Regions from separate parts of the Sus scrofa genome. Here region 2 is linked to region 1. Evidence: chromatin contacts called from public Hi-C data. All regions are on one chromosome and are shown on one strand. Each heading gives the region's core, a stretch centred on a gene start, on an enhancer-like site or on the middle of the called end of the contact. The rest is flanking DNA. Distances are from core to core; before and after follow the strand shown.

What was found. A called contact is a pair of places that touch in the nucleus more often than the background predicts.
Region 2: a Hi-C map of liver shows a contact between it and region 1, with 2.8 times the contacts expected there. The contact joins the promoter of C2H19orf66 here to the promoter of OLFM2 in region 1. A contact is called at or near these places in 1 of 5 promoter capture datasets (liver) and 7 of 47 Hi-C or Micro-C datasets (embryonic fibroblasts, epiblast stem cells, fetal liver and 2 more).

Annotation. Positions count from the first base shown.
Region 1 is chr2:68,804,972-68,809,960 of Sscrofa11.1, reverse strand. It overlaps OLFM2 (noelin-2), which reads left to right and starts at 2,754. Exons shown (of 6, transcript XM_003123228.4): 1 at 2,754-2,977. The coding sequence starts at 2,906.
Region 2 is chr2:68,939,335-68,944,323 of Sscrofa11.1, reverse strand. C2H19orf66 (chromosome 2 open reading frame, human C19orf66) reads right to left here and starts at 2,078. Exons shown (of 8, transcript NM_001244321.1): 1 at 1,751-2,078; 2 at 1,156-1,279; 3 at 911-960. The coding sequence starts at 1,771.

The DNA of each region.
Region 1 (4,989 bases), core at 1,505-4,004:
TGATCTTGAACATGACAACCATACACCCAGGACACTGAGTATGATCCTGACCACAGTTTGATCTGATTGTAATTTTGACCATAGAATGTCCAGGTCACTTCTCAAGCTAGGTCAGAACACTGACCATAGAATGACCAGGACAGTGATTGTGACTCTGAGCACAATACAGCCGGGAAGCTGACCACCACACTGACCACAGCTCAATCAAGAATGACCAGTGGAAACCACAGTACTGACCACAATGCTGATCCCAGTAAATCCTGGATGCTGATGGCAGTATAGATCACAGTTTAATAGGACAATGACTAGAGCATGATAAGGACACTGAAACTGCCACTGACCACAGCTGTGGTTATGTCCATAGCATCGAGTCTATTGGCCAGGGTCAAGTCTGAAAAACAAAGCTTATGCCAGATGGTTCAACAGCCAGATTTTAATATCCAGATTTAGTCACAGAGGTGTTAGTTAAGCTTTAAGAATAAATAGAAGGATGGCGTTCCCTGGTGGCACAGTGGGTTAAGGATCTGCTGTTGTCACTGCAGCAGCTCAGGTCACCGCCATGGCTGGGGCCTGGAAATTTCCACATGCTGTGGGCGTGGCCAAAAAAAAAAGTAAATAGAAGATGAATCTACTCTAGACTAGCAAGCCACCACTTTCCAAGGGCTGAAGCAGCAAAGAAAGGAGATAGTTACTGGAATAAGGGCTACATGGCAGGAGGTGATTGAACTATTTTAGGGACTCCCAATGGGGCTGAGACCACAGAGTAGACAGAACAGTCACTGCCAGGAACACCCAAACTGGATGGAGAGGGAGAAATACTCTGGCTTCTCTTTTCTTCCACCCTCCAATCTCTCTCCAGTCTCCCACTGGCTGAGTTCAGCCTGGGAAATGTAGTTTGTAGGGATCAAGGGAAGCTGGGAAATGTAGTTTTCAGGGCCCTCTCTCCTGATACAGAGGAGAAGACCTAAGGGCATATTGACCAATGCTAACCACACAATCCAGGCCACAGCTTGACCATGCCAATGACCTCCTCAGTGACCAGGGGCAAAGATGATATTGTTCATGGTCCTGACACACACTGCTCTGTAGGAAAGGGACAAACAGGGCCCTGCCCCACCCCTGTGCTGACCACAGCCCTCTCTTGGTCAAGAGTATGTGGGTTCCAACAGCCAATATCCCTCTCCTACTCCATGCCTACTGCAGGCTTGGCAAAGGACCATGTTCCCTTTTAGAAAGAGGAGATAGAGGGATGGATGAGATGCCTTCCTGGCTCAGATTCTGTTCTGTGTCCCACATTCCATGGCCAATGTCCTTCACTGGCCCCATGCTTTATTGTAGTAATGCCCTCTGGGGACTGAGAGCTGATGAGGTGCCCTATTTACTCCCGAGTCACAGAAGTCCCCAACAACTCAAGAGGAACTAGATCTCCTTAAAGGAAAGCTCTTTGCCTTGGGTCGCCTGGCCAAGAAGTGACAGAACCAGAGTGGAACTGAGGTCCTTTTGGACAAGCTCTTCCTCCTTGTTTGTTTGTTTTTGCTTTTTAGGGCCACACATGTAGCATATGGAAGTTCCCAGGCTAGGGGCTGAATCTGAGCTGCAGCTGCTGGCCTACGCCACAGCCACAGCAATGTGGGATCTGAGCCACATCTGCAACCTACACCACAGCTCACTGCATTGCTGGATCCCTGACCCACTTAGCGAGGCCAGGAATTGAACCTACATCCTCATGGACACCAGTCGTGTTCGTTACTGCTGAGCTGCAACGGGAACACCCTTTTCCTCCTTGTTTTGATGAAACCATCCATAACTTTTCATCTGCCTGCCACCCAGTAGGGTCAGAAAAAAGCCAGGCCTCCCCACTCCTGATATTTTACAGATATTTCCCTCTATAATCTGGCTTGCTTGCTCCCTCAACCAAAAAGCCACAGAGGGACTTTGGGGAAGGAAGTTGATTGGGGAGACTGATGAAAGGGGAGAGGCGGAGGAAGGCTGGAGACTGGACAAGGACGCCTTTCATATGCAAATAGCTTCGTGGGCAGGCAGCGTTAATGTTTTGATTCTCTGGGGAATCTGGTCTCCTGACTTGGGTCATTGAAATGAGAGCGAGAGCCTGTCCTAGGTGTGGTGGGGGAGGGGAGGCTTTGAGCGAGAGGGTCTCTGGGGAAGGGAGATGTGTGAAAACAAGATGCCCACCAGCTGGCCATCCCCTTGGGCCCGCGTAGCAGTCTCCCGCCACCTGTATCTGTTTCTCACTTTCTGTCTCCATCTCTCCCCCTGCACCGTGGTCCCAGCAGTGACCCACTTCTACCAACGTTCAATTCCACAGACTTGCCTCAGTTTCTCCGTAGACAGATGAGTTCTTTAAAGAAGAGGCCTCTCAGTTTCTCTTCTGCTACCAGGCCTTCCTCTTCCTTCCTTCGCCCCTGGACCCCCCCCCGCCCCTCGCCCCTCGCCCCTCGCCCCTCACCCCTCATTTATAACGTAGGAAATGTCTAGGGAGGGTGAAATTGACAACCACGTGACGGAGCCCCCTATCCTCCCCCATCCCCATGACCCTCCCCCATCCCCAAGACCTGCCCCAGTAATGGCCTCTGGGCTGTGGGTTGCGTCCCCAGCTCCCCTCCCCTGTGTCAGCTTCCCCCGCCCCTTCCCCGCCCCCAGACCCAGCCCGGTCGGCGCCCGAAGACGAGCTGGGGGCGGGGCGGGGGGGGCGGAGCCCGCAACAAAGACTGGGAGCTTGCGAGGGGGGCGGGGGTGGGGCGGAATCCCAGCCGCCGGCGAGGCGGGGGAGGTGGCGGCGGAGGGTCGCCCCAGCCGGGCGGGCGGGATCGCGCATGGTCGCGGTCCTCGTGCCGAGGCGCCGCTAGGGCGGGCGGGGGACCGGACGCCGGGCCGGGGGCACGTCATGTGGCCGCTCACGGTCCCGCCGCCGCCGCCGCTGCTGCTGCTGCTGCTGTGCTCAGGCCTCGCCGGACAGGTAGGGGCCCGGCGGGCAGGTGCGGGCGCAGAGGGCTCCAAGCGGGGAGTGGGCTTTGGGGTTCCGGCTGAAAAGGGATTGGGGACCCCCTGAGCCCCCCTGGGCTTCGAGGGAGAGGGGTCGCAGCGAGGGAGGGGCTGGGACGTCCACCCTGGCTCTGGGAATAAGAAGGGGAGCTTCACATCCAGCCTCAAGCTGGGATGGTTTGGGGGACAACCTGAACCCAGCTTCGGGGTTCTCAGCCTCTCGGTGACCCGGAGCTCACATCCGCCGTCTCGCACAAGCTGAGTGGGGTGGTAGTGGGGGGACTTCAGGGGGCCTTGGGTGTTGCTTATCCTTCACGCCCCCATCATGGCAGGAGGTACCCGGTTTTTACAGCCCCCCACTCCTCTCCCGCACCCCCGGTGTGGGAAAGGGGGCGGGACTCACGTGTGAGTGACTGACGGGGACGTGTGTGAGGTACTGGAGGGGTGCTGGGTAAAACGTGTGTGTGCCTTTGTCACACGGCTGGGTGTGACTGAGAGTTTTGTGTGTGGCTGTGCAGTTGTATATCCCACTGTGCGTGAGTTGGGGCGTGATGGGGAGAGGGTGTTTGTGCGTGAGGCAGTCTGTGTGTGACAGTGGGAGGCTGAGACCAGGGGGCTGATGTGACAGTGTGAGGCTTGTGAGCCTGCGACTGGAGTTGTGTGTCTGTGTGTGACTGGCAATGTGACAGCAAGTGAGGACTGTGCTAATCCCAGTGGGATTTGGGCATCTGTAGCTGTGTGTAAAGGACCGTGTGTGTCTGTGTCCTCATGGCTCTGTCCGTCTGCCCGGGTGTTGTACAAAACGTGTGTGACCAGGTGTGTGGCTGTGTGGGAGCTTTGGGTAACCGTGTGTCATTCTGTGCCCGAATTAAGTCACTCTAAAAGGGGGTGTTCGGGCAAGGGCTGTGTGTGCAAAAGTGTGTGTTGTTGCCTCCCACACTCCATTCATGCTTTCAGGAAAGTATGTCCCTCTATGGTCCCTCATCTCTTGATTAGGCTTGGGGGGCTGGCAAAAGGTAGGGGGGTCCCAGCTTTTTCAGCTATTGTGAAACCTCTTTCCTCTTCCATCTTGGGGGGGACACCCGCCCAAGTTCTCAGATCTTTAGGAGCTCAGAGGGAAACTGGAATCCAAAATAATAAAATAATAATTATAATTACAGCTAACACTTCTTAAGTGCTTATTATGTGCTGGGCCCAATTTCAGCACACAGAATGAACTAAGGCATTTAAGCCTTAGAGCTCCTACTGGTGGATGCTTGTTACCTTCATTTTACAGATGGGGAGGCCGAGGCACAGAAAAGTTAGGTAACTTGTTTAAGTACAGCCAGCTTGAGAGTGGCAGAGCTAGGTTTGAACCAAGGCAGTCCAGCTCCTTGGGTTAAATAATCCATTCCATGGGTGTAGACAGTGCCTGTGTGGACACTAGGAGGGTTTCGAGGTAGATGCTCAGAGGAAAACCTCAGAAGGTCCTGACACCTTCTCTTTCCTGGTCAAGAGAAGAAGCGAATCAGATTCTGATTCACACACCAAGTGAGATATTGGGAGGAATCGAGAGCCAATTCTACAAAGAAGAATTTCCAGGCCACAAGGAGACCTGGTGAAGTCCCCTCCTTCACTCCTCTGTTTCCCCGTCTCAGTACCCACCCATATACTGTCTGGAATGGGAAGTGTACTCAGTGCGAGCATCAGGCTACACACAATAGGTGCTCAATTGATATGTGAGCCCCAAAGAAGTAGAGACCAGAGACCAAAAGAGGCATACACTTCAGAGAATGGTGGGTAAAAATGAACCAGGAGTGAAATTGAATTTGGTGTCCAAGAAGGATCCCACTACCTGGGGATTCTCCCCCACCGCTGCTAGCCCGTGGGAAGCTCTCTTTCCTGTTCTGTCGTCAAGATTGCCAAGGTGGGTGGGAGAGTGCAGTGAGAGGTGCTATTGGATGACCCAAGAGTAAGGTGGGAGATGCTTGGGGGCGGGGATAACAT
Region 2 (4,989 bases), core at 829-3,328, 140 kb before region 1:
GAGGGACATCTAAGAGCCCAGGTTCTGACTCTAGGTGGCGGAGGTTCAAATCCCAGCTGTCACCTGCCTTCTGCATGAACCTGGCAAGTGGCTTCATCACCCTGTGTCTCAGTTTTCTCATCTGTAAAATGGACATGCTAGTATCTTAATAGGACCTGTCTCATAGGACCTGTGGCAATGAAATCAGTCAACAGGTAAAAGTCCTGGAGTCCTGCCACAGGGGAAGTGCTTTATCAATGACACTCTTTGCTATTTTATCATACTCATCATATGTATAAATGTAAATATATGAATGTTAAGAGTGTAATTCATCCTTTATTACACTTTTTAAGAACTCTATGCTGGGCCTTTTAGACAGGTGAAACCAGTGCACCAGACACCAAAGCCATCTAAGGGGCAAAGTGGCCCTGTTGTGTCTATGCCTCAAAGCCTTTCATTCATTCATTCATTCATTCCTTTGGGATCCCCTGCCCCTCTCTCCTCCCCCACCTCCTGCTCATCCCAGCCTGTCCGCATGTTCCTTTGCTCGCACAGCCTCCCTCTTCCAGGAAGACCCTTTCTGACTCCTCCCCTTCCCAGGGATGACTCCTCCCTGATCTTGAACAACTTCCTTCCAACTCCTCCAGGAAGCCTTCCCTGACCTCTGTGGCTCCTCTGTAAATGACATTAATCCCGATTCATTTCACTGGCTAGTTTCTTGTCTCACCCCCACTGAATACAGTCAGCATGTAATGAGCACCTACTGTTTGCAGGCCCGCCAGCCAGATACAAGACTGAGAGGTGAATAAGTGAATGAGGCTGTACCATGAGTTGTGGACTGACAGTGCACAGCGGGGGCTCAGCGTGAATGAGCTTACCCTTCTGTTCTCCCTCCCCTTAGCACATCCTTTGAGGGAGAGGGACAGTTTACCTGGGCATCCAGGTCATTACTCAGTTCCTGTCCATCTTTCTGCTTTACCCCTGGTGGGGAGAGTAAGTGTAAGTGAAGGGCCCTTGAAAGATCTTGTGGGAGTTTCAGTGTCCCCAGAACCCCTGATACAGACCGCTCCCCAAAGAGATGATCTCATCGCTTCTTTCTACCCCCAACACAGACCACACCCCCCTCCAGTGCTCCTCTGCAGAACCCCCACCAGGCCCTCGATCCGGCCTGCTCACCGTACACGATGGAGCGCCCCACTCCGGTGTGGTCGCTGCCAAATTTCCTCATCAGAGTCCCCGCCTTCTTGGGGGATACCTTCCCATGAAACTTCTCCCGGAGGCGCCGGACGCTCTTCTCCAGCTGGGGTGGGGACAGGGGGCTCCGAAGGAGGAAGGAGAGGAGCGATGGCCCTTCCCCCATCCCTAGGCATCCTTTTTCTTGGCCTGAACTTGACCCTTGGTTTTGGCTTCTGCACAGCACCCCCCCCCCCCCAATCCCTCTACTGCATTTCCTGGAAAAAGCCAAAGTCCCTACAAGGCACTGGGGGAGGGAGCGGACCAGGGTGAGCGTCCTAGGCTAAGAGAGGAGGCCCGCCAGGTAACCCCTGGCCTCTGACCCTTGACCCAGCAGCCTCCGCTTTTCCTCGAGGAGGCCGCATTTCGCTCTAGGGCATGTGGTGGCCACTCTCCTTTCTGAGGGGAACGAGTGCCAGCCTAAGGATTGGTCTGGGTTTCAGATGGAGTCCCCAGGAACTGCGAAGCCCCTTTCGCGCCCCGAACTCCTCCCCAGCATCTCTCGCAGGCCCCCGGCCCACTGGCAGCCATCTCCTACCTCCACACCTTCCTGAGACATGGTGGCGGCGCAGGTCCCAGCGAGGGTCCGCACTGCGCGCTCAGCGACCCCCTACCTGGGCGCGCCCGTCGGTCCTGCCGCCGCGCAGGGCAGGGGGCGGGGCCTCCAGGCGGGCTCCGCCCTTCCTTTCCGGCCCTCCGTTTCGCTTTCGATAGGGAAAGGGGGGACGGGGCGCGCTGGCTCCGCCTTGGCTCCGCCTCTGCTCTTGCGCCCCAAACCCAGGCGGGCGCCACCGATCTGCACCCTGCGGCGGAGCGCGCAGACCTCGGGCGGGGGAGGCAGCGCGGCCTCTGCAGTCGGTCACATGTCCCCACGCTGCGCGGGGTCCGCGTCTTCACGTCCCTCGTGGGGGTGGGGCCGCATCGGAAGGCCGCGGCGAGTTTCCGCGCCCCCGTTAGCTCGCGCCCCCCCATTTCATTGTTCCATCCCCTCCCCTCCCCGGGAATCAGGCAGTATTCAGCACCTGGACCCCTTTCTTGCTCTGAGTCTCTTACCTGGCCACGTCCCCTTTCTGAACCTCAATTTACTCCTCTGTAAGATGGGATGATGGTAGTGGCTACAGTCTGGGTGTATTTTGGCGGCGGGGCGGTGGCGGGGGCGGTGTGTGTTTGCCAGGATTCGATTCCCTGCGTAGAGCAGTTAGTAGCGCCTGGCAGGTTGTAGACACTTAACTGGTCACTGGGTCACCTACTATGTGTAAGATAAGGAGGGGCAAGCAGCTGGGGGGAAGGAAGAGATGCTTGTTAAGAACACAAATTCCCGGGGTCTCTAGCAGTTGTCCAGAGTTAGGCTGTCTAGGGGATTACAGGGAATTTACACTGTAAATGGGAAGGTTGAGAACCCCAGGGGTCCGAACTTTTCTAACCTAGCAGGGGGCGAAGAGGGGGCTAGAGGAGCTCTTAGGAAGGGCTCTGGCCCAGCCTGAAGGCTTCAGAAATGGCTTCTCTGAGGAATCCTTGAAGTATGAGGTCTCAGCTAAGCGAAGAATGGAGTAGGGAAGGAGGGAGCTAGTCCTGCAAAGACCCCAGAATCAAGAGAATCTAGCGCTTTAATCTAGGGCTTCTCAACCTCAGCTCTACTTGGGGCTGGATGGTTCTTTGTGGTGGGGACCTGCCCTGTGCATTGTAGGGTTTTGAGCTGCATCCCTGGCCTCTACCCACCAGATGCCAGTGGCACACTTGCCCCAGTTGAGACAACTGAAAGTGTCTCCAGATGCTGCCAAATACCCTCTGAGGGGCTAAATTGCATTAGGACAAATGACTCCAAAAATCATTTTTCAGTGAGCACCCCTATGTTCAAGCTCCATCCCCAGGTGGCTATTTGTGTATAAACTATATACAAATACAATTATACTGAGAGATTCCATAGATTATTTAATAATAATGTATTCAGTACATAAAGATATTCCTCAGCAGACTAAAAAAAAAAGGACATTAAAAATAGAAATGTTCCGGGAGTTCCCGTCGTGGCGCAGTGGTTAACGAATCCGACTAGGAACCATGAGGTTGCGGGTTCGGTCCCTGCCCTTGCTCAGTGGGTTAATGATCCGGCGTTGCCGTGAGCTGTGGTGTAGGTTGCAGACGCGGCTCGGATCCCGCGTTGCTGTGCCTCTGGCGTAGGCCGGTGGCTACAGTTCCGATTCAACCCCTAGCCTGGGAACCTCCATATGCCTCGGGCGCGGCCCAAGAAATAGCAACAACAACAACAACGACAAAAGACAAAAAGACAAAGGCAAAAATAAATAAATAAATAAATAAATATTATTAAAAAAAAAAAAAAAAAAAAAAAATAGAAATGTTCCGGAGTTCCCACTGTGACGCATCGGAATCGGTGGTGTTCCTGGAGTGCTGGGATGCAGGTTCGATCCCCGGCCCTGCACAGTGGGTTAAGGATCTTGCATTGCCTCAGCTGCAGCATAGGTCATAACTGTGGTTTGGATCTGATCCCTGGCCTGGGAACTCCATAAGCCAAGGGGCTGCCAAAAAACAAAAAAAAGAGAAGTGTTCTAATGTGTTCTTGAACCTCAACCTTTTGTTTGTGGGGTCTATGCACCTTTCTCTGGAGCCTGCTCTATTAGTGAATATAAATAGTTCACAGTTCTTTGTGGCTGGCCAGTGGGATTGCAAGCAGGGATGGGGGCCTTTAGGCAGCACATAGGACCTGGGATTTTATCCTGAGGGAAGTGGGGAGGTGTGGAGGGGCTCTCCCATTATAATTGCCAATTACTCCTTATCCAGTGGAGGGGGAGGGCATGGCTACATCCCATCCCTTGGTTAGGGTGGGCATTGAGCAGGTAGGAAACGGGTGGGAACCTAAAACAGCCCTGTTACAAGTCAGGTCTGCTAGATTCTCATCATAATGGCCACCATAGTGAGAACTTACTCTGTGCCAGCCACTGTGGACACAGCACCAAATAAAACAAATCCTCATCGAGCTAGCATTCTAGTAGGGGAGACAAGAAACAAGGATAGGAGATAAGTGCCAGGAGGAAAAATGAACTGGGTAGGGGGATGGGTAAAGGGAGTTTAGAAATGGTTGTGGGAAGTAACAGCTGAGGGGAGATCTGAAGGATGTGGCGAGGGGGAGAATTCCAGGTAGAAGGTGGGAGCCTGGGACTGTTGTTACCAGGTATTATAATTCTCTATTGCTGCATAGCAAATTATCCCCAAGCATTAGTGGCTTAAAACAAGAAACAAACCCAACTAGTATCCATGAAGATGTAGGTTCAATCCCTGGCCTCACTCAGTGGGTTAAAGATCCGGTGTTGCTGTGAGCCGTGGTGTAGGTTGCAGATGCTGCTTGGATCCCGTGTTGCTGTGACTGTGTCTATGTCCAGCAGCTGCAGCTCCATTTTGAACCCTATCCTGGGAACTTCCATATGCCGAGGATGTGGCCCTAAAAAGCAAAAAAAAAAAAAAAAAAAAAAAAAAAGGAAACACGTTTTAGTTCATATAGCTTTTTGGGTCAGGAATCCAAGAGTAACTGGGCTTTCTGACTCAGGGTCTCTATAACGTTATAATCGAGATGTTGCCTGGGACTTCAGTCATCTGAAGTTTTGACTGGGGCTAGAAGATCTTACTTCCGAGGTGGCTCATGCACATGGCAGGTATGTGGCTGCTGGTTGTTGGCCGGATGCCTCAGTTCCTCCCTAATTGGGCTGCTTGAGCTTGATACTCTCAACTTGGCAGCTGGCCTCCTCAGAACAAGTGATCCGAGGA